7 separate regions of the Mus musculus genome follow, and all the other regions are linked to region 3. Evidence: chromatin contacts called from public HiChIP or PLAC-seq and promoter capture Hi-C data. All regions are on one chromosome and are shown on one strand. The core of a region is the stretch at or near the end of the contact, and the rest is flanking DNA. Distances in the headings are between cores, read along the strand shown.

Evidence for each region. Promoter capture Hi-C pulls out the DNA fragments that hold promoters and counts their contacts. HiChIP or PLAC-seq counts read pairs in DNA pulled down with a chosen protein or histone mark. Capture Hi-C pulls out chosen DNA fragments and counts their contacts.
Region 1: a contact with region 3 is called in a promoter capture Hi-C map of embryonic stem cells, with 6 times the contacts expected there. The contact joins the promoter of Gdf11 here to the promoter of Ctdsp2 in region 3. A contact is called at or near these places in 2 of 39 promoter capture datasets (embryonic stem cells and liver) and 2 of 115 datasets of contacts at active chromatin or transcription factors (embryonic stem cells and stem cell-derived neural progenitor cells).
Region 2: a contact with region 3 is called in a promoter capture Hi-C map of embryonic stem cells, with 4 times the contacts expected there. The contact joins the promoter of Pym1 here to the promoter of Ctdsp2 in region 3. A contact is called at or near these places in 5 of 39 promoter capture datasets (the C10 cell line, embryonic stem cells, liver and 1 more), 2 of 484 Hi-C or Micro-C datasets (B cells and embryonic stem cells), 3 of 115 datasets of contacts at active chromatin or transcription factors (embryonic stem cells and stem cell-derived neural progenitor cells) and 3 of 9 other capture datasets (adipose tissue, liver and macrophages).
Region 4: a promoter capture Hi-C map of liver shows a contact between it and region 3, with 7 times the contacts expected there. The contact joins the promoter of Dnajc14 here to the promoter of Ctdsp2 in region 3. A contact is called at or near these places in 3 of 39 promoter capture datasets (the C10 cell line, liver and second pharyngeal arch cranial neural crest) and 3 of 9 other capture datasets (adipose tissue, liver and pancreatic islet).
Region 5: a contact with region 3 is called in a promoter capture Hi-C map of adipose tissue, with 4 times the contacts expected there. The contact joins the promoter of Cdk2 here to the promoter of Ctdsp2 in region 3. A contact is called at or near these places in 3 of 39 promoter capture datasets (cranial neural crest, embryonic stem cells and pre-B cells) and 2 of 9 other capture datasets (adipose tissue and macrophages).
Region 6: a promoter capture Hi-C map of adipose tissue shows a contact between it and region 3, with 6 times the contacts expected there. The contact joins the promoter of Sarnp here to the promoter of Ctdsp2 in region 3. A contact is called at or near these places in 4 of 39 promoter capture datasets (cranial neural crest, embryonic stem cells, liver and 1 more), 1 of 115 datasets of contacts at active chromatin or transcription factors (astrocytes) and 2 of 9 other capture datasets (adipose tissue and liver).
Region 7: a contact with region 3 is called in an H3K27ac HiChIP or PLAC-seq map of microglia, with 7 times the contacts expected there. The contact joins the promoter of Rnf41 here to the promoter of Ctdsp2 in region 3. A contact is called at or near these places in 2 of 39 promoter capture datasets (embryonic stem cells and pre-B cells), 1 of 115 datasets of contacts at active chromatin or transcription factors (microglia) and 1 of 9 other capture datasets (adipose tissue).

What each region holds. Positions count from the first base shown.
Region 1 is chr10:128,890,337-128,893,036 of GRCm38.p6, forward strand. It overlaps Gdf11 (growth differentiation factor 11), which reads right to left and starts at 1,382. Exons shown (of 3, transcript NM_010272.2): 1 at 911-1,382. The coding sequence starts at 1,349.
Region 2 is chr10:128,747,060-128,749,759 of GRCm38.p6, forward strand. Pym1 (PYM homolog 1, exon junction complex associated factor) reads left to right here and starts at 1,396. Exons shown (of 3, transcript NM_001170869.2): 1 at 1,396-1,507. The coding sequence starts at 1,474.
Region 3 is chr10:126,977,421-126,980,120 of GRCm38.p6, forward strand. It overlaps Ctdsp2 (CTD (carboxy-terminal domain, RNA polymerase II, polypeptide A) small phosphatase 2), which reads left to right and starts at 1,297. Exons shown (of 8, transcript NM_001113470.1): 1 at 1,297-1,881. The coding sequence starts at 1,818. Gm40798 (a long non-coding RNA gene) reads right to left here and starts at 100. Exons shown (of 2, transcript XR_872169.3): 1 at 1-100.
Region 4 is chr10:128,804,209-128,806,908 of GRCm38.p6, forward strand. It overlaps Dnajc14 (DnaJ heat shock protein family (Hsp40) member C14), which reads left to right and starts at 1,346. Exons shown (of 7, transcript NM_001359825.1): 1 at 1,346-1,475; 2 at 1,960-2,700. The coding sequence starts at 2,003. Tmem198b (transmembrane protein 198b) reads right to left here and starts at 239. Exons shown (of 5, transcript NM_178066.3): 1 at 25-239.
Region 5 is chr10:128,703,749-128,706,448 of GRCm38.p6, forward strand. It overlaps Cdk2 (cyclin-dependent kinase 2), which reads right to left and starts at 1,303. Exons shown (of 8, transcript NM_183417.3): 1 at 964-1,303; 2 at 178-255; 3 at 1-79. The coding sequence starts at 1,079. It overlaps Pmel (premelanosome protein), which reads left to right and starts at 2,510. Exons shown (of 11, transcript NM_021882.4): 1 at 2,510-2,610. The coding sequence starts at 2,538.
Region 6 is chr10:128,820,335-128,823,034 of GRCm38.p6, forward strand. Sarnp (SAP domain containing ribonucleoprotein) reads left to right here and starts at 1,430. Exons shown (of 11, transcript NM_025364.3): 1 at 1,430-1,637. The coding sequence starts at 1,602. Ormdl2 (ORM1-like 2 (S. cerevisiae)) reads right to left here and starts at 1,295. Exons shown (of 4, transcript NM_024180.6): 1 at 1,208-1,295; 2 at 1-180. The coding sequence starts at 100.
Region 7 is chr10:128,410,146-128,412,902 of GRCm38.p6, forward strand. Rnf41 (ring finger protein 41) reads left to right here and starts at 1,471. Exons shown (of 7, transcript NM_001164237.1): 1 at 1,471-1,680. It also overlaps a transcript of Nabp2 not described here.

The sequences.
Region 1 (2,700 bases), core at 132-2,631, 1.9 Mb after region 3:
GTTCCCTGGAGTTGGGGGGGGGGGGGACTACAGTCAGTGGGGGAGGGGAAAGGGAGTCACCTGACCCTAGGGAGAGAAGGCAGTGGGGGCGGTAGTATTGGCCTGGATTTTCCAGGCCATAAAATTTCAAAGCCGCTCCTGTCTATCAGAGTGTTCATCCTCCGTTTGGCCAGGGGCTCGGATGCCTGGGTTCTCCCATCCCCCTCATCTAGTTCTTTCTCCCTGGGTCTTCTTTGGCTCCAGCTGTGGGTAGGACAGGGAGTGAGCACGCTAAGATGAGAGTAACCAAATGATACTCGTTAAGTGGCAAGCGCAGTGGAGTTGAGTTATTTGAGCTCTTTCGGTACCAGGAAGGAACAGCTCTTCTAGGTCCTAGGGGATACCCAGTGCGAGATCAGGTGCAGAAAGGAGAGGTGTCAGCTGAGTTGCTGAGACGTACACCGGGTTTGGGTCCTATGCCATGGCCTTAGAGGAACACTTAGTTTTTCCGAAAGCCGGTGGGCGCCTTCCGGAGCACCGGGCAAGGAGTTGATGCTGGTGCCAGAGCAGTGGGAAGATGGCACTGCGGCCCAGCTGAGACTGCACGGGTCACGGAAGCTCCCCACCTAACGCTCCAGAAAAGTCACTGTAGGGTGCCAGTTTCTAGGACTACTTCAACTTGAATCTTTTTCTCACAAGGGATGGAAAGCAATAGCTCACAACCTGCCTGGTTTGGCCCCCCTCCCCCAACGCGCCATCCTCCACCCCCCCACCCTAGAACGGGGCGTGCACTCAACTCCGCTGCCCATCTTCTCCGCTCAAAAAGTTGTGTGGAGTGGCCCGGCTCCCCAATCCGTCAAGTTTTCGCAGAAAGGGCTTCCGGGTCCTTCCCGGACTGCACCGCACCGCGCGCACCCCGCAGCCCACTTACTCTCCTGGGCCATGCTTATGACCGTCTCGGTGGTAGCGTGGTACTCGTCCTCTTCCAAGAAGTCCTCAGGCTGCAGCGCGTCGCCTTGGAAGTCGTGCAGATCCAGGATCTGCTGCAGCGGCGGCGCCTTGGGCAGCAGCTGCTTCACTACCTCCCGGCTGATGTTGGGCGCCTCCTTGAGCCGCAGTTTGCTCAGGATCTGCGACTTGATGCTCTCTAGGCGCAGCTCGCGGCTGTGCTGCCGCCACACGCACACGGGGCAGCCGTCCGGCTCCGGCGGAGCGGACGGGGCCGGCCGGCTCGAGCGCTCCCCCCCGACCCCGGCCGCCGCCGCCGCTGCCGCCGCCGCCGCCGCGGGGCCCTCGGCCGCCTCCCCCCGGGGCCGCAGCTCCAGGGCGAGGAGCAGGAAGCCCAGCAGCAGCGGGGCCGCGAGCACCATGCTGCAGGGGAGGGGAGGACTGGGGGGCGGGGACGCCGGAGTCCCGCGGGGAGGGGGCGGAGGGAAGAGGGAGGAGGAGGGGGTCCGGGCGGCGCGGGATTGGGGGCTGCCCGGCCGAGGGGGGGCCGGGGGCCGGGGGCGGCGGGCGCACGGGCGGGGCGGGCGGGCGGCCGGGGCGGGCAGCTGGGGGGGCCCAAGCCCGGGCCGGGCCCTTTATAGCCCCGGCCCCCGTGTCGTCAGCGGCCGCGATTGGCTGCGGAGCCAACAAAAGAGGTAGCGCTGTCATCCGAGGCGAGAGAGGGAGCCGGAGAGAACCGAGGAAAAGAGAGAGAGAGAGAGAGAGAGAGAGAGAGAGAGAGAGAGAGAGAACACGAGCGAGCACGGGTCCAGAGAAAGATGAAGAGACCGAAAGATGAGGGGGAGGGGGGGAGAGGCCGTGAGGGACCGAGTCAGAGAGATCGGGGACAGACGGAGCGGTGGGTAGGGGTTGGGGGTGGGGGAAGAGGCAGATCCAAAGATACCCAGATAGGAAGGGAAGAGGGAGAGACAAAAGAGAGAAAAGAAGTCACAGAAGGGAGAGACTTAGCTAGAGAGCAAGAGCGAAGACTGAAGACGACCAGAAAAACTAGTGGGACAGTTAAGAGTGGAGAGAGTCAAAGACAAAGGTAGAGCGCAAAGAGGGGTGGCTAACCGAATTCTACGGAGTCGAACAGGAGAGAGCAGGAGAGGTGGGCAAGAGAACGGATGGGTCAGAGGGAGCTGATGGTACCCTGCGCAAGAGGGAGAGGCAGAGACAGGGGATACCTTGGAGGTAGCAACCCCTGAGGAGGCAGGTGCAGAGAAAAGACCAGGGGAGGAAGTAACACACACAAGTCAGCCTTGGTTGGAGCGCAAAGAGACACCCAAGGGGAAGAGGTGGAGATGTGAAGAATAGCCTCAGCTACCAGAGGTAGCCCAGGATGTTTAAAGAACCCATAAAATGGAACATCAGGCTGATTTATCACAGGGATGAAGGCGGTCAGGAGAGGAAGAGGCCAGGGACAAGCTGAGAAGTTGACAAGTACTGAGCCCGGAAGAAAACTATCTAGGAGGCCTGTGATCTTGAGATTGAGGTTTAATAGAACAAAGAGAGTGATCGTGATCGGGCTGGAAAGGGTGGGAGCCATGAGGGGAAGAGCCAGATGAGGGATGAGGTAGGGCTTGAAAGTGGTGCTTGGCGAGGAATCTGGACCCTCTCTCTGGGTTCCTAGCTACGTCTTTGTGTTTGTAAGGTCTTACATGTCTGAGAAAGCTTGAAGTTTTAGGCGTAAGGGTAAGAGCAGGGTCTATACTCAGATGTCTAATGTGGAGA
Region 2 (2,700 bases), core at 146-2,645, 1.8 Mb after region 3:
AAAAGAAAAGAAAGAAGTATACACGTGTAAAAACATGTAGTGCATGCAAATAGCATTAAAGTCATTTTGAGACTTGAATTGAAAGGAGAGAGGTTAAAGCTGGGAGAATTGCAAGGAGGACAATGTGTGAGCTTTTGAAAACTTAGTTGAGGTTCTTATTAGCCTGTTTTGTTTCTTTTTTTTTTTTTTTTTTTTCCTTTTGGTTTTTTTTTTTTTTTTTTTTTTTGGTTTTTCGAGACAGGGTTTCTCTGTGTAGTCCTGGCTGTCCTGGAACTCACTCTGTAGACCAGACTGGCCTCGAACTCAGAAATCCTCCTCCCTCTGCCTCCACTGGGATTAAAGGCGTGCGCCACCACTGCTCGGTTGTTTTGTTTTAAAGTAGAACATATTGTCTACTACTGAAGTACTAATATTTCCCCACTTCTCAATTTGAGAGGCACTGTTGGACGTTAGTGTAAGCCAAAGTTGGGCAATAGAAGAGGGTGAAAGAGTTAAGGAAAAAGCTTTGTAGGAGGAGGGCAGACACCTGAGGAGAGGAGCTTGAGCCAGCACCTTCCTGACAGAAGAGGAAACAAGTTTAACAGGATTTAGCCCCAGAGGAACTAAATTGCTGATGGAGGAGGGGAGGGACCGGACCGGGCTTTGGCGCTCCTTCCAAGAACAAGGCACAACCTAACAAAGGGAGTGGCCTCACTGTCCCGGTAGATTTAAGGGTGGAACTGCTCGCGGTAGCCAAAGCTAATCCGAAGTGTGGGGCGCGGCTAATTAGAATACTGACTGGGTCCGCCCCAAAAGCCTTCACCCCGTGCCCTCTGACCCGAGAGGATCCAGTACTGAGCAGCAGGCCAAGAAGTTACCTCGCCGGCCGCTGAATCCCCAGGGCTGCCCGCCCCAGTTCAGTCATGGAAACCGCCAGCACCCCCGAGGCCACGGGGACAGGTGACCGACTCGCAGTGCGCCGATCTTTGCGCACCCCTTCGTAGGTCTCTGATCAGTTAACCTGGGCGGCCGAGAGTGGTCGGCGTGCCGAGTAGACCTGCCCACTTTTAAGTGTTAGCCCGGGTTTTCGTGTATCCCTGGGGCTTCTTTGCCCATGCCAACACGCGCCCTAGGGTTTGGTGCAGGCGAGGGGCCTTGCATATTCCTTTCCTCTTTTACCAGCTTTCCTGCTGGGTCCCGGTGGGCCTTGAGCCTGCGAGGACTGTCTGGGATAAGGCTTATGCCCAAACTTCTCTCCGAGCCCTAGGGATTGTTTTATATACATCAGGAGGTCAACAGTGGCGTCGGTGGTAGTCTAAGAGCCCATGACTGTGAGCGTCTTACACTCGCCTTTTCCGCCTCCCGCGTCAGAGAAATGGTGCAGTCTCTCTTTAAGATTAAAATGGTGGCTTGCTAGGATGAGGACTCCACTTCCGGCGGGGAGGGGGGCGGGACCCCAGCCCGCTCACGCCGGAAGTGGTTCGGGTTCTCAAGATGGCGACTCCCTATGTAACTGACGAGACCGGCGGTGAGTGCGGGGATCGCGGAGCCGCCTCTCCCGGGATTCTTGGGTTAGGGGTTCGGACTTGGAAAAGGGTTTGTGCCACGCCCATCCCGGGGCTCCTCCTTTGCCACGCCCCCGTACCGCCTTCCCCATTCATTCCTTTTGGGTTGTTACCTGCGCCCCCTTCTGGTCTCGTGTTTTTTGGGGGGGGTCTCTGCTTCCGGTCTCCCAAACCCTGGGGTCCTCCAATGTCCCCTGCTCCGGGACCCTTAGGCGCTTCAGCTCTTTCTAGCTGTTGGAGTCCCGTACCTTTGCAAGGTTCTCCAGCATTATGGGCTCCTGTGCTCAGTTCCCTCCAATTCCAACCCCCTTTCTCCCTCCCCCATTTCTTACTGTTGTACCTGCTCTCTACCCTTCCCTGTTTTCATTCTTTCTCTCCGGGCTGTGTCTGCTGATGATCTCATTGCTACATAGTGCTTTCTTCTTCACTCTTTGCCCCATCTTCATTGGGTGGGGGTGGGGGTGGGTGTCACTGAAATCCAGACGTGTGAAGGGAAGAGGAATTTAACTTTCAACTTGACTTTTCTCCTTGGTGGAGTTTTCCATTTAAAGTGGGAGAAAACAAACAGGAAAGTATCTACTGGCCTTTCTCTCAACGTCTTTGATAATTGATAGAACCCCATGATTTCTTAAAGGTTGAGTAGCACTTCAGTCGAGCTGTCTGAAATGTTGGAAGTCAGCTGTTTGTGTGTGAAGCTGAGAATCGGTTTTATGTTTTTGTCTTGTTTGTAGTTGCCTTGTCTTTAGGATAATGTGCAATATTGACTTCGAGATGATCAAATAGATATTTGGAAGACGTAGTGCAAGTACCCGGTGACTGTTTTTGTAGCCTTCATCTTGGTCTTCATATGTGACTAGGGTTTTGTAGAAGTGATCCTGTGATTGTGCGGTAATGCACGGTGTGTTTTAAAATGTGCCATTTATGCTTCTTGGTTTGCTTTAAATGTTCCTTATTAAAATTAAAAGCATGAGCCACTGTGCCCAACCTTTAAAAAGCAACTTTCATCTTTAACACTCCAATCCCCAGATGTGATCTCACTATGTGGCCCTGGCTGGCCTAGAGCTCACTGTGTAGACCAGGCTGGCCTTGAACTCATAGAGATCCACTTACCTCTGCTTCCCAAGTTGTGGGATTAAAGGCGTCTAATACCATGACA
Region 3 (2,700 bases), core at 47-2,546:
CATCATTCAGATCCTCTCTAACAGTCACATTCATTTTAGAAAAACAGCATTTTCATTAAAATGGTGTTATGTAAAAAAAAAAAAAAAAAAAAAAAAGAAGAAAGAAAAGGGGGAAAAAAGGGGAAAAAAGAGCAGTGTGTGTGTGTGTAGAAACATTCGCACTTGTAAGGAACATAGGATATATACATATGATGATAGTGCCTTGTAGGTTATGACCTACTTGGACAAGATGAAGAGACACAAATGTCTAGCTATGAGGACTGCAGTAGGAAAGCCACCAGGTGCCCCCCACCCCCCATTCCCCAGGAACTATGGCCTTGAATCATAGTAACTCATCCATCACCAAAAAGCATTTGAAATGGGTCAATGGGATGGTTTAGCCAGTAAGAGCGCTTCCCAGGAAAGCCGAGTTTGATTCCCAGAGCCCACTGTGGAAGGATAGAAGAGACCTCCTTCAGGTGCAATGGGGTGCATATACAGCATACAATTTTTACAACAACCCGATACAGAGTTAAAACTGCTTCTTTGGAGCTGCTACTCCTAGCAGACAAGTGGAGAAACCCTTCCTGAGAAACCTTAAGTTTGGGAGTTCAAACCTGAGCCTGGGCCTAAAAAATGAGGGAGAGCTTTCTGGGTCCACTAAGCACCTCTATCCTCCTCAAACTGAGGATGGAACCATGAGATGGGAGTTGGGGGTGGGAGGGGGAGCTGGACTGGGAGGATAGGGTAGATGCCTGAGTGGGAGGGGCTGGCACCTAAGGTGGCCTTAATACATAAGGTGTCATTTCCAGAGGTCAGTTCCATTCCTCACACTCTGGAGTCTCGGTTCCGCCCCCTACACACTCCTTCCCAGGTACATATCAGCGGTATTCTTATATAAGGCACTGGGCTCTAAGCAGGAAATACCGTAACTGCCTCGAACCCAATCTGGCTTCTCCATTTTTCCCCAGGTTTCGTAGGGCGGAACCATTGAGCCTTCTTGGAGTAAAGCGTCGGAAACACAAACACCCCAGCACCGAGCACGGAAAGCGGAGCGTTGGAGTGGCCTTTTTAAGTAGTTGGGAAGGGGGTGTGGCCGAGAGGACCAGGAGGCCGCAGCCCAGCAAGCGGGGAGTGGCCCGGGGGCGTGGCCGTGGCGACTGGAATGTTGTTGGGTCCTTGCACCGCATAGTAAGGAGGGGCCACGCCCCCTTTCTGCGAGCGGGCCAATCGGAGTGCCGGAGCGGTTTCAAGTCTCCCCCGCCAGCCTGCCCGCCCGCCACCCCACCCCCCTCGGGGATTCGCTTTTTCCGTAAGAAAATAGCAAACCTCTGCAGGGTCCGCGGCCCCCGCTGCTCGCCGGAGGAGGGTCCCGGGGCCTAGGACGCTGGCCTGGAGCGGAACGCGCCGGCAGGCGGCGAAGAGGCCGGCCCAAGATCTGGGAGGAGCGCGGGGGTGGGCGCTGCAGCCGCGGGTTGTTTATCTGGAGTACGGAGGGGAGGGGGGAGCCTGGAAACCGCCCCGTGTCCCATTTCCTCCTCTTGTTTTCGCTCCGGATTCTCCATGTTGGACCCAAACTGAGGAGCCCGGAGCTGCCACCGGGGGATCGGGGCTGGGGGCACCGGGGAAGCCGCCGCCTGGCCCGCCCGCCCTCTGTGCAGGCCGCCTCCCTTCCCGGCCCGGGGAGGAAACGCGAGGGGGATGTGAACAGCTGCGGGAGTCGGAGTCTCGGGAGCCGGAGCCCGACGGGCCCCCGCCCAGGCCCCCCAGCCCAGCCCGCCTGCGCGCCCGCCCGCGCGTCCTCCCGCCCAGCCAGCCCGGGCCCGCGGGATTGTTAGATGGAACACGGCTCCATCATCACCCAGGCGCGGAGGGAAGACGCCCTGGTGCTCACCAAGCAAGGTAGGGGCGCAACTTCCCAAAACTTTGTGTCGCCCCCGAACGGGGAGGGGGCGGAGGATCCGGCTGGACCCGGGGTCCGTCGGTCCTCGCGCACCCGTCGGGCTCTCGGACCCCGGTGGGGGCTGAGCGAGGCCCCGGCTGCCAGCGCCGGGCGGGAGGGTGTCATCCGCGCAGCTGTCACCCGTCCGGCCACCCCTCCCCCCCCGGGGGCAGTCAGAGGCTCGGGAGGGCGCGCGTCGCGCCAGGCCACCCGCGCCGCCCCCACCCGAGCCGCGGAGATGGAGTGGTCACTCCTCCCCCACCCACCACCGCTGCGCGCCTGCCCCGGGGCTCTGGGGAGGGTACGAGGGGTCCCGAGCTGGAACGCCACCGGGACCGGAGTTTTCACGCAGGACCGGGATGCCCGGGAGCTCGGCGGTGGCGGCGCGGGGACTCGGGACGAAGTTCACCGGCCCGAGGCGGGGGCGGTGGTGGGGGAGGGGGGAGGGCCGCGGTCACTGCCGGGCGCGGGACTCTCTTCGCGGCTCGGCGGAGCAAACAAGCCGGACCCGAGGCCCGGCCGGAGCCCCTCCCTGCCCCGTGCGCTCCCCCGGGGCCGCCGCTGCACAGACACAGCCGCGTTTGTTTAGCCCGGGAGCGGTGTCCCTGGTTACATAATTCGCCGGATGGCATCAGACCCAGCGTGTTTCTGAATCGCGCAGCGAAAAAGTGCGAGTTTGTCTGTGGGCAGAGGCTCGCGACCCCCCACCCCGATTGCAGGGGGAGGTCGTCGGATTGAAGCAAACAGGGACGTCCGCAGGCAGGCCCTATCTGGGGTGT
Region 4 (2,700 bases), core at 96-2,595, 1.8 Mb after region 3:
CCAGGAAGGGTGTTAACTACTCACCACCCTGCAGGGCTGAGGAGAGCAAAGGGGTGGAATTGCTTTCCTAGACCTCCAGCTTCATTCCAGCCCAGAGGTCCTAGGCACACGGGTGGCTGTTGGCCGCAGGCACCCCCTTGGGCTACTGTGCTCTGTTGCTCCCTAAACTCAGGCAAGTCGGAGCCCAAACCCAGGGAGCTAAATGCAATTAGCTTGGGGGCGGGGGTGTGTGTGGGGGAAGGAGACAGGGAGTGTGTATGGGGTGGGGGGGGGGGAGGATGACATCACGGGGCGGGCCCCCTCAATCTTTACCTCTGTCTGTGGGGGAACCCAGGCTACCCACTTCTCTAATCTAGGAGGAGGGACGCCCCCTAACCATAGCAATGAAGAGTTTTGTGACGCCCATCAAGACTAAGACGGAAGGTCTCTGAATGCTAAGGAGATTAATTACCAACTTAACGTTTTCAAAGCCCAAATAGGGTCCCAAAGCACCCGCTGGTCCAACTTGGTTTCTTCCACTTCCCAGAGAATTGGAGTATTGTCTTCTGGGGAACCGGGTGGTCGGGAGCCGGAGAAGGGTTTTTAACTAGTGCTGGGTGGGGGTGTTCATGGGTGGAAAAAAAAACTTGTGGAGCAAGACGGGCCTGGCAGGGACACTGGCAGAACTGTAAGGCTTTAAAGGAGTGCAGACGAGAGGTTCCATCAGGGTCTGCGTAGGGGTTGGGGAGCGTGCTGGCTTCGACCCAAAGCTTACTATGTAAATGAGATGCAAAGCAGCACGCAGATGAGTGCGGGGTTCTGTTACGCTGGACTAGGTTCTGAGCTCCGTGGAACCAGGTACCCCTAGCCGCATTCCCTGGCCCGGCCCTTACGCCGCGTTCACAGGGGGCGGATCGGCGGCGTGGAAGCTCGCCAGTTGGGTCCAGGAGAAGTGTCGCGTCTCTTTAGGGGGCTAGCTAGTCCGGGACACACACTTCTCCGCAACCTCTTGGCTGGACAGCCGACAGGGAAGGGTCTGGGCGAGCAGGGTCGCTGGCTCCTCTGCGTGCCCTGGGTGTCTGTCTGCACGCCAAAGACGGTGTGTGCTTCGGCAGCCGCCCTTCATCTCCGTTTCAGCAGCGACGACGAGGAGTACAGTTCGCAGGCTTCAGCTCGCTTACGGCGGGACCTGCGTGGAGGCGGAGGGCCCTTTAAGGGGTGGGGCCGGATGCTCTAGCACCGCCTCCTCGATTGACTCCGCGCCCGCCGCGCAAGTGAGAGCCTCGGCTAAGCGCTTTTCTCTTCCCTTCGCGACCTTTTCCCCCCCCCCGGTGACCCCGGAAGTGGAAGTAAGCGGCCGTGGCGGGGACGGAAGGCGGAAGCGGAGCGTGAGCGGGAGGCGGAGCCGGGGGAGCTGCTCCTGTAGCTCCCCCTGGCAGCTCCCCCTGGCCTCAGGCGCAGCTGCTTGAGGAGGGAGGAGTTACCGCTGCTGCTCGGTACGTCGCCTTCGCCCCTGGTACCCCGTCGGTGGGTTCTCGGGTAATCTTTTGCAGGGGCACCTCGAAGCTCCGCCCTCAGCTTTTCCTCTAGCCCTGCACGGTCCCCACCCTTTTCTGACAGATTGCGGCCTCCCTCTTTCAGGCAGTCTTTTTTTTTTTTCCTAAGAGTTACCCCCCCACCCCCCCGCCGCCCCGACCACACCCTTTGCGGCACCCCCCCTCCCCCCCATTTCTCAGATTGAAGATTGTTAGCTTCTTGGAGGAAGAAGAAAAAAAAATTAAGATTTCGGGAGTAAGGGGGTTTCTGAGGTCCGGGTTGGTGCAAGCAGGTTTGTGGTCTGCCTAACTCACGTTTATTGTTAGGGATAGCGAATTTGAGCTAACACTGCCTGGGGAGTGGGTACATTGAATATGTCATTTTGAGATTGTTTAACTCTTGGTTCTATCCTTGACCATTCCCAACTTGATATCTTTGTTACAGGCAATGATGGCAGTGACCTAAAATCCTCAGGAAGCCCGGGGTCATGGCCCAGAAGCACCCGGGAGAAAGAAGGTTGTGTGGAGCCCACCGCAGTGGTGGTACCTCCCTCAGTACATCAGGATCCTCTGTGGACCCCGAAATACTTTCATTCTCAGGACTCAGGGACTCAGCAGAGACTGCTCCTAATGGTACACGATGCCTCAAAGAGCACTCCGGCCCTAAGTACACACAGCCTCCAAATCCAGCCCACTGGTCAGATCCAAGCCATGGTCCTCCAAGGGGTCCAGGACCACCTAGAGGAGGAGGCTACCCTGATGAGAGCGAGACAGGTTCAGAAGAGTCAGGAGTGGACCAGGAACTCTCAAGAGAGAATGAGACTGGGTACCAGGAGGATGGGAGTCCTTCTTTTCTTTCCATTCCATCTGCTTGTAACTGCCAGGGAAGCCCTGGAGTCCCCGAAGGAACTTACTCCGAGGAAGGAGATGGCTCTTCTAGCAGCCTTTGCCACCATTGCACCTCTCCAGCCTTGGGGGAAGATGAAGAGTTGGAAGAAGAATATGATGATGAGGAACCTCTTAAATTTCCCAGTGATTTTTCACGTGTGTCCAGTGGAAAGAAACCCTTGTCCCGGAGGCAGAAGCACCGTTTTCTGATCAAGGAGGATGTTCGGGATAGTGGACGCAGAGAACCCAAGGCCCCAGGTCGTCATCGGCTGGCCCGAAAAAGAAGTCAGACAGATAA
Region 5 (2,700 bases), core at 53-2,552, 1.7 Mb after region 3:
CATGAATTTCTTGAGGTCCTGGTGCAGAAATTCAAAAACCAGATAAAGCTTATTTTCTGTGTGGATGACATCCAGCAGCCTGCAAGAGAAGGTCCAGGAAATGGAGTTGAAGGAGAGAAATTCTGAGGCTAAGCAAGCAGAATTCGTCATAGTGATCATCTCTCAGAGCAGACTTACTTGACGATATTAGGGTGATTAAGTTCCTTAAGGAGAGAGATCTCTCGGATGGCAGTACTGGGTACACCTTCAGTCTCACTTGGAGAGGTTGGGAAAACAGAGACAAGAATACGGTTACAAACATCATTCTCTCAGGGATACACAACCCCCAGCCCCCTTAGGAAGGCAGACAGGAGAGGTGCTGTGAGGAGTTAATTTCTGGGTAGTTAGGGTGTGGCTTTTAGACATATTTAAGGCCATTATTTCCTCTTTTTCCAGTGAAAGGTAAGAAGAGCCTCCAGGTGAATGAAAAGCAGAAGAAAGGTAATAGGGGAGTGGGGTGAGAGTAGCTCCCGGCCTCCCCTGAGGGCCAGTGAATCTCAACTGCCATTCTTTTGAAAGAGAGTGAGGGTTCTAAGTATGGTGCTGGAGCAGTGAGGAGAGCTCTCCATTCAGAAAGGAACTTTTCTCTGGTTACCACATAACCCAACTCCACGAACAGCCCTGGACCCCTCCTATCCCGGGCTCCCACCCCACAACTTTCTCTTCCCAAGTCTCTCGGCTAGCAGATTTGGGAGCACACCGGCTGGAGCACTGCAAGAAACTTTCCCCTGGATTCCAGCCCCGGACAGTCTCCTCCGGTAGAGCCTCCACGGTCGGCCAACCCACCGCTCGCTTCACGCGTCCCTCCCTCCCTCCCCGCTACCTTCCGGTCCGGGGACGCTACCCGCCTGTTGGGGTAGGGGGTTGGGAGGGGGACAGCCAAGAGGTCCGGGCAAAGGAGTTCCGGCTCCGGAGGCCACTCACGTGTCGAGCCGGATCTTCTTAAGCGCCACAACTTCTCCCGTCAACTTGTTTTTGGCTTTGTACACCACTCCGTACGTGCCCTCTCCAATCTTCTCCACCTTTTGGAAGTTCTCCATGGAGCGCTAGTGAGGCGGCTCAGGCCCCCGGGAGCGGGGCCCGGGAACCCTGACGAAAGCGGGCCCGACACTCGGAGCGGAGGACCTGGGGGACCCCGGGTGAGCACGGCAGTCCCAGCTCGGGATGGAACGCAAGGAGAGCTCAGCCCTTGACAATTTGTCCAACTTGAAACAATGTTGCCGCCTCCCCCACTGCTCCAGACGGCCATCCGAGACCCCGCCCCTCCTTCCCGCGTTTCCCTGGCCCCGCCCCCCGCCCTTCCGATTGGTTCACGTCACGAGGGCGGACCGGACCATCGCGCTCCCGCCTCAGAGGCCCCGCCCTGGGCGGGCGAGCCGCGGGGCAGCTGCACAACTTTCCCGCAGTTCCTGGTTTAGGCTCCGCAGGCCGGAACTGGTGGTGTTTCTGGTCTACGGATTTCCTTACCTTTCCCTCACAATTTTCACCACCCCTTGGGTGAGATTAAAATTCCACCTGGACAAGAGAGTCTCTTTTAAAAAGCAAAACCTGGGAATCTTTAAAAGAAAAAGAATAATGTATTTTATTTTAAATGGTGTGTGGGTCTGTGTGTCTGCATTTAAGTTTTCACAGAAGCAGCAGGTGCCCTGGAGCTGAGGTTCTAGGCGGTCGTGAGCCTAACTTGGGTGCTGGAGCTGAACTCTGGTCTTCTGCAAGAGCGGCTTGCGCTCTTAACAGCGGTGCTGTTTCTCCAGCACTCTCGCCTGCTTTTTGGAAACATCTCATAATGCAGCCCTTGTTGGCTGGAATGCGTTCAAAAGTCCAGGTTGTCTTCGAACTCACAGAGATCCGTTTGTCTCGGTCTCCATGTGGGGCACAAAATCCGGTCTCTCTCTCTCTCTCTCTCCCACACACACTCCCTCCTTCTCGCCTCCCTCCGCTTTCTTTTTATTTTTCTGAGACAAGGTTTCTCTGTGTAATCTTGGCTGTCCTGGAACTCTAGTCCAGGCTGGAAAATCGGGACTCTTATTGTAAAGGATTCTTTGGCTAGATAATAGAGTCGTTTCTCAGCCTAGCTTAATACTGTCTCACTGTTTCGGGGTTCATTGGCTGCCTGTGTTGTTTTATTGCTGGCAATCTACCCTCCCAGCCCCTTCTGGATGCTTTTGGATAAAGGTGCTGTTTCTGTCTTAAGGATCTCTTGGTTTGACACAATTCTCTTCACTCTGTCTTGCTGAATTGTGACTGTTAAGTATGTGAATTGAGGCTGCCCATCAGTGAACTCTTTCCAGAATAAGTGTGTCAGTGAATGTGACCCAGCGAAACCAGAAACTGTCATTGAGCTGTGTGGGATGAAATCAGTTCTGGCCCTTTCCTTCTTCCCAGGTTTCCCCTCCTCTGGAGGGAGAGGAGGAAGGCCTATGCAAATGACCATCCCTTTCTATATAGGGGCTCGCTCCCACCCCCTGGTACCTTTGGCTGCTGGCAAGAGGACCACTATGGGTGTCCAGAGAAGGAGCTTCCTTCCCGTGCTTGTGCTGAGTGCTCTGCTGGCTGTGGGGGCCCTAGAAGGTGAGTGTGGGTGGGTGGTCAGGAGCAAGTGCTATTAGCAATTGAACACCAGCTCTGGGTTTCCCCCTTCTAATCAGACAAGTCAAAATA
Region 6 (2,700 bases), core at 180-2,679, 1.8 Mb after region 3:
GCAGCAGTCCTACCAAGATGATGTAGGCCAGCCAGATGCCCCGACTGTTCATCACTCGAGTGTTGGGGTTTACTTCGCTGTGTGCCACCCCCACATTCATCCTACCACAGTGAGGGATCAGGCAGGAGTCCAACTCAGTCTCCTCATTAGCCCTGATTGAGCTTGTTCCCCAGCTGTCTCCTGAAAAGCCAAAATCCCCTGAAGTCTTGGGAATGAAAGAATTTCCCTACCATGCAAAAAAAGGAAAAACTGAACACTTTGTTAAAACTTGAGAAGAGGTGAAGCAGCTGGGTGTGGTGGCTCATGCTTGTAATCCCTGAATTTAGGAGGTTGAGGCATGAGAACTGTTTGACCTTTCTCCAAAACAAACAAAAAGGCAAGAGGGTCTTCGAAATGACTAAGGTGGAAAAGGTATTTGTCACCATGCCTAAAGACCTGAGTTGGATCCCCAGGACCCATGCAGTGGAAGGTGATAACCAACTCCGGAAAGCTGTCTTTTGACTTCCGTACCTTCAGTTGTTAGTGTGTATACTCACACAAGTGGGGTTTTTACTCAGATCTTTACATTTCAACTAAATATAAAGCAGTAAGTTTAGACTGTGAGACCTATTTGAAGGATCGGAGGAATCGGGAGTATTTTAATTTACTTTCTTGAGGAAGTTAGTGAATTATAAAGAGGTCACACATACCCAGAGTTCCACAAGAAAGCTATTCAGTTAATCAAGGGACCAATAAAGAAGGCACTGAGAGTAAAGCTACCTCTAGTTCCCATCCTTTTTTCCTGGGGCTTGTCCATCCTGTCTCTCACCCGCTTGGCATTGTCAGCAGCCAAGCAATTTCATCCCTTCACTGAACGTGGGGCGCTGCAAAAACTTACCCAATTTTTAAATTAGTCTAGGAAGGGGTCTGAGCTCAGTCCCTCAAGAAATGGGAGTCCTTCCCTTCTAGGAGCGGTTTTAGTTTTTAAACTTCTGCAAGCTCTAATGCCTACTTTTGTTTTTTGTTTTGTTTGTTTTAACCCGCTCTTGCCTGTCCCACAATTCCCCAAATCAATTACAGAGTCCGCCCATGCTCCTCCCAGAGTCCCAGTTTCGCATGTCACTTTCTTCACGGGATCTCTCGAATCTAAGGTTGTCGTTTCGCCGCCCTTCCCAATACTCCCACCGATTTCTCTCTGTAACTTTTTAAAGTTTCACGGGGCCCATACCTGCCAGCTTCAGGAGCCCGTCCGGCTTGGGGCACAGCGCTGGCTCTTACACCTGTGGTCTCCAGGAAGTGGCCGACTTTCGCCCTGTCTGCGCTCTCCCTATTGGCGGAACAGAATCCGCGCTGTCCCCAATCATTGGTTGGTTACGCAATGGAGACGTACAATTGGTCGCCTTTTCTCTCGTTAGGCCATGCAAACCCCGCCCTCCCCTGGATCCACCTTTTTAGAGAGCCGTGGAAAGTGGCCAAGAGGCGTGAGAGCGCCGCCGCCGCTGACTAATGGGAAGAGCCGTTGGTGTGAGGTGGGAGCAAGAGAAACAGCGATTGGTTGGATGAGCCTAAGCGCCTGAGGTGGGGGCCAGCGGTGGGGGTCCGGTGGACTGAGGCGCATCAAGATGGCGGCCGAGACGGTGGAGCTCCACAAGCTGAAGGTACCGTTACGCGGGGAAGGCTGAGGTGGGGTTTCCTGGAGCCTAAATTCTACGCGGGGCCCTGCGCGGCCTTATTCCACGTGTTTTCCTGTCAGGCGCCCGCTTACACTTCTTTCCTGGCTCCCGTTGTTGTTTTGTGCCTCCTTTCTTAGGCCTACCTTGAACTTCGTTTCTCCTCAGTAATTTATCGCTATCGTTACCTGGTGTTTACCTGCTGTTACCTGTTCTTCTCATTGTTTTTATTACCTGCCACCCTTCCCTGCTCGGCTGTGAAGCGCCTTCTATCTTTTATACCCCTTTCTCATTTAATCTTCATTACGTCAGTGGTCCTTCCCCCGTGTCCCATGCTGACCCAAAGTTATGGTTTGTTTGTCCGTCCCCCCCGCCCCCCAACGGATTGATGTAGTCACTCCTCTTGTCCCAAAGCTGGAATTCCTCAGTTAACATATAGTGGCATTTTTGCATGTTTTGCTGAATATGTCCCAAACATAACCCAGAAAGTGCTTCCGTTCTCTTTTAACAAGGTGGGGTTAAGACCCCGCACTCGAATTTTTAAAATCAAGGAGAGGAGAGGCCTTAAGATAGGTTTCTCGGTGGAAACCTGGGGTAGAGGCTTCTCCAAAAGGTTGTAAGATGGCAAACACATCAATCCTAAAAGTTTTTCGAGTTTTCTCAGGAGGTTCTCAATGACCTGCCCTCCCTCCCCTGACTATCCTACCTCTAGAGAGAGAACGTGTAGGGTAGATAGCTGTAATATGAGAGGTGTATGAAGTATGTTTGAAAACCTTAGGATTTTGTTTGTCCTTTTAACCTTTGGGAAGGATCCCAGCTCTCTTGATGTCACCCCCAACTCCCTTTTTGGGTCTATTTTTGTTATTTCCGTGTGTCTGTGTGAGTATATGATGGATGCATGCTCTTGGAGGTTAGAAGAGGGTGTTGGATCCCCTGGAGCTGGAGTTACAGGCAGTTTTGAGCAGCCTGATGTGGGTGCTGAGAGTAGAATAATTTGGGTCCTGAAGAGCAGTAAATGCTCTTCACAACTGAGACATCTTTTCAGGATGCC
Region 7 (2,757 bases), core at 221-2,720, 1.4 Mb after region 3:
TGCAGCAGGAAAACGTTTTAGTTCCAGTCTGTTTCTTTGCTTGTTTTCTCGGCAATTCTTTTTTTTTTTTTTGCGGGGGGCGGAGGGAAGGAGTTTGAGACAGGGTTTCTCTGTGTAGCCCTGGCTGTCCTGGAACTCACTCTGTAGACCAGCCTGGCCTCCAACTTAAAAATCCACCTGCCTCTGCCTCCCAAGTACTGGGATAAAGGCGTGCGCCACCACTGCCCATTTTACACATGAAAATGGAAAGTTAGTTAAAAGCCAGTACCTTGGACATGGCAGGAGCTTACACATCATCTTTAATGTACCGAACGGTTCGGCTCAGGGCTCTGGGACAAGCAGCATTTTCGCCATAGAAAGATAATACGCAGATTCACTCTCCTTTGAAAGACGTTGAACCCGGAACATAAAAAGCAAGCCTCAAGCCAGGTGGACACTGGGGAGGCAAGAGGTAGGCGGATCTCTTGAGTTTAAGGCCAGCCTATCCTACATAGTGAATTCCAGGACAGCCAGGGCAACAAAGAGAAACCCTGACTAGGGGAGAGGGAGGGGAGGGAAGCAAGTTTGACTTGGTTCACAAAGGCACATCCGATTCCTGTTTCCTTATTTTATTGTATCTCAGAGACACCTAGAAGCTTAAGTTTCCTCTGGTACTCGTCATATTGTCTTCAAAGGAAGCAGCTAGCTCTGTATTCTCACGAATAAGCTAGTTACATATGTACTAATGTGAATTGCCCTTTAAAAAAGAGAGTATCTACAACAAATACTATTTGACACCAGATTAGCCTAAGAGGTAATGTAATTGCATTCCTTGTCTTGCTTCCCCGCTTACCTAACACAGAGCGCTTTAAACTCCACCACGACTCTCCTCGGGTTCTCTCCCACCCATTTCCCCTAACCACAGTGTTGCAGCCTTAGGAAATCAAATCCATTAATGTTTCGGGCGGTCTGAGTTTTTGAAGAGCCATCAGGAATACTACAAGAGTGTGTGGCTGGGAGGTGGACGACCCCTGCAGCACCCTAGATCAAAGCTTTGCGGTGAGACACTCCCTCCCTCTCCATCCTGCGGCCTCCTAAGTTAACAGCAGCATCCATCCCCATGACTGTGAGTCACAGGTCGGGAGGCTCCGGGATGCTGACCACAGCTCTGGAAACTGAAGGGCTGGGAGGACAGCAGGCCACGCTGCAGACCAGCTGCCCCGCGGCGACCTCGTCCCAGCGCTGCACCAGGTCTGGCACCCGAGCCGTGCACCACCCAGCACCAAGTAACTCTGCAAGGCGGGACACCCAGGGTCGCCCCGGAGCTTCACACCTGAAGCACATAGAGCCCTCCCTCCCAAAAGGCTACACTGTCCGTCCTAAGAACTTCCGGCCCAGAGCGGAGGCCCAGCTAGCCCCCGCCTCTCATAGGCCGCTCGCAAGGAGCATCCAGGCGCCGCCGAGTTAAATAGAGAGGCGGGGCTTGGTGACGAGCTTCCGCCCCGTTGCGTAGCAGCAGTGGGCGTGGCTAAGGGCTAACCCGAGACAGCGAGGAGTGGTCGGAACCTTCTTCCCCATCCTTACCTTCCCCTTCCCCTACGGGGAAAGGCTGAGACCGGGCACACAGTGTGCTACGCGGCCGCCGTGTCCTCAGCTGCAGCCAGGCCCCGCGTCCGGAGAAACCAGGCTGCGTTCCGGGTGGTGCGTAATGCGCCTGGGCGAGCTTCTAACCCTGGGGGGTTGGGGGGGAGAGGGGGCGAGGTCCCTGTGGATTGGTGCCTGGGTCCGAAGTGCTGGGGGTAGGGAGGAAGGGTGGAGAGGAGGAGGAAAATGGAGGAAGGGAGCTCAGCTGGGAGGAGTCGGGAGGTGAGCTAGCTGGGGGCTCTGGAGCTTTGGAAGATCCTCTGGAGTAGGGAGAGCCTCGGGAAGTGCGGGAGTGGCCTTGGGCCAGCCTGAGGACCCGGGAGGAGCTGATTGCTGGGGCTGAGGGACAACATGGAGTTTAAATGGCAATGATTGACAGGCCTGGAGGCGAAGGGAACGTTCTGGGGGCTAGCCTTGGCAGGGACCGCGGAACCCAAACCTCCGCCCTCCAAGCGCCATAGCTTGGCTTCTTTCCCATGCCTTGTCTTTGGCAGCCTTGTCTTTCTCTTTTATTCCTTCGCCGCTTCTCTCCCCTCCCGCCTCTCCGTGGAGGACTCTTACATTCCTTACATCTTTGACCCTGAATGATTTGCAGCCCCGCTCTCTGATACGCACGATCCATCCACTCGTTTAATACACTGGAAAGCCCACCCCAGTCCAGGAGGCAGGGCATTTGTGGGGTAGAGAGTGAGGGGGGGTGGGAGTAGGGGCAGGAGAAAGACCTGAAAAAGCAGGATGAGGGTGTTTTGGATTGGTACACTAACTTCATTTCATGAAACTTCATTTCAACTGGTAGCAAATGTGATGGTTACCAAGGCCACTGTTCTTGGGAGATTGACCTATGAGAATCTTGGCAGCTACTTCTTATACAGTAGTTTTAACTACTGTAGCAGGATGGGTGGCTACTAGTGTTCCCCCAAGAAAGAGTGGGATTGGATAGTGCCAAGGGAGGGTGAGGGGTGCATTTGTTATGCAGTGTCTTCAGTAAACCTTGTGGCAGGGCCTACTTCCCAGTGATTGAAAAGAAGGAACAAGCATTTTCAAGCATTTCCTCTGGTTCTCACTGTGAGTTTATTTTGCCATTCTGTTGCAACAAGTAATACAGCAGTCTTACACGTGCACTCAGAGTTTATC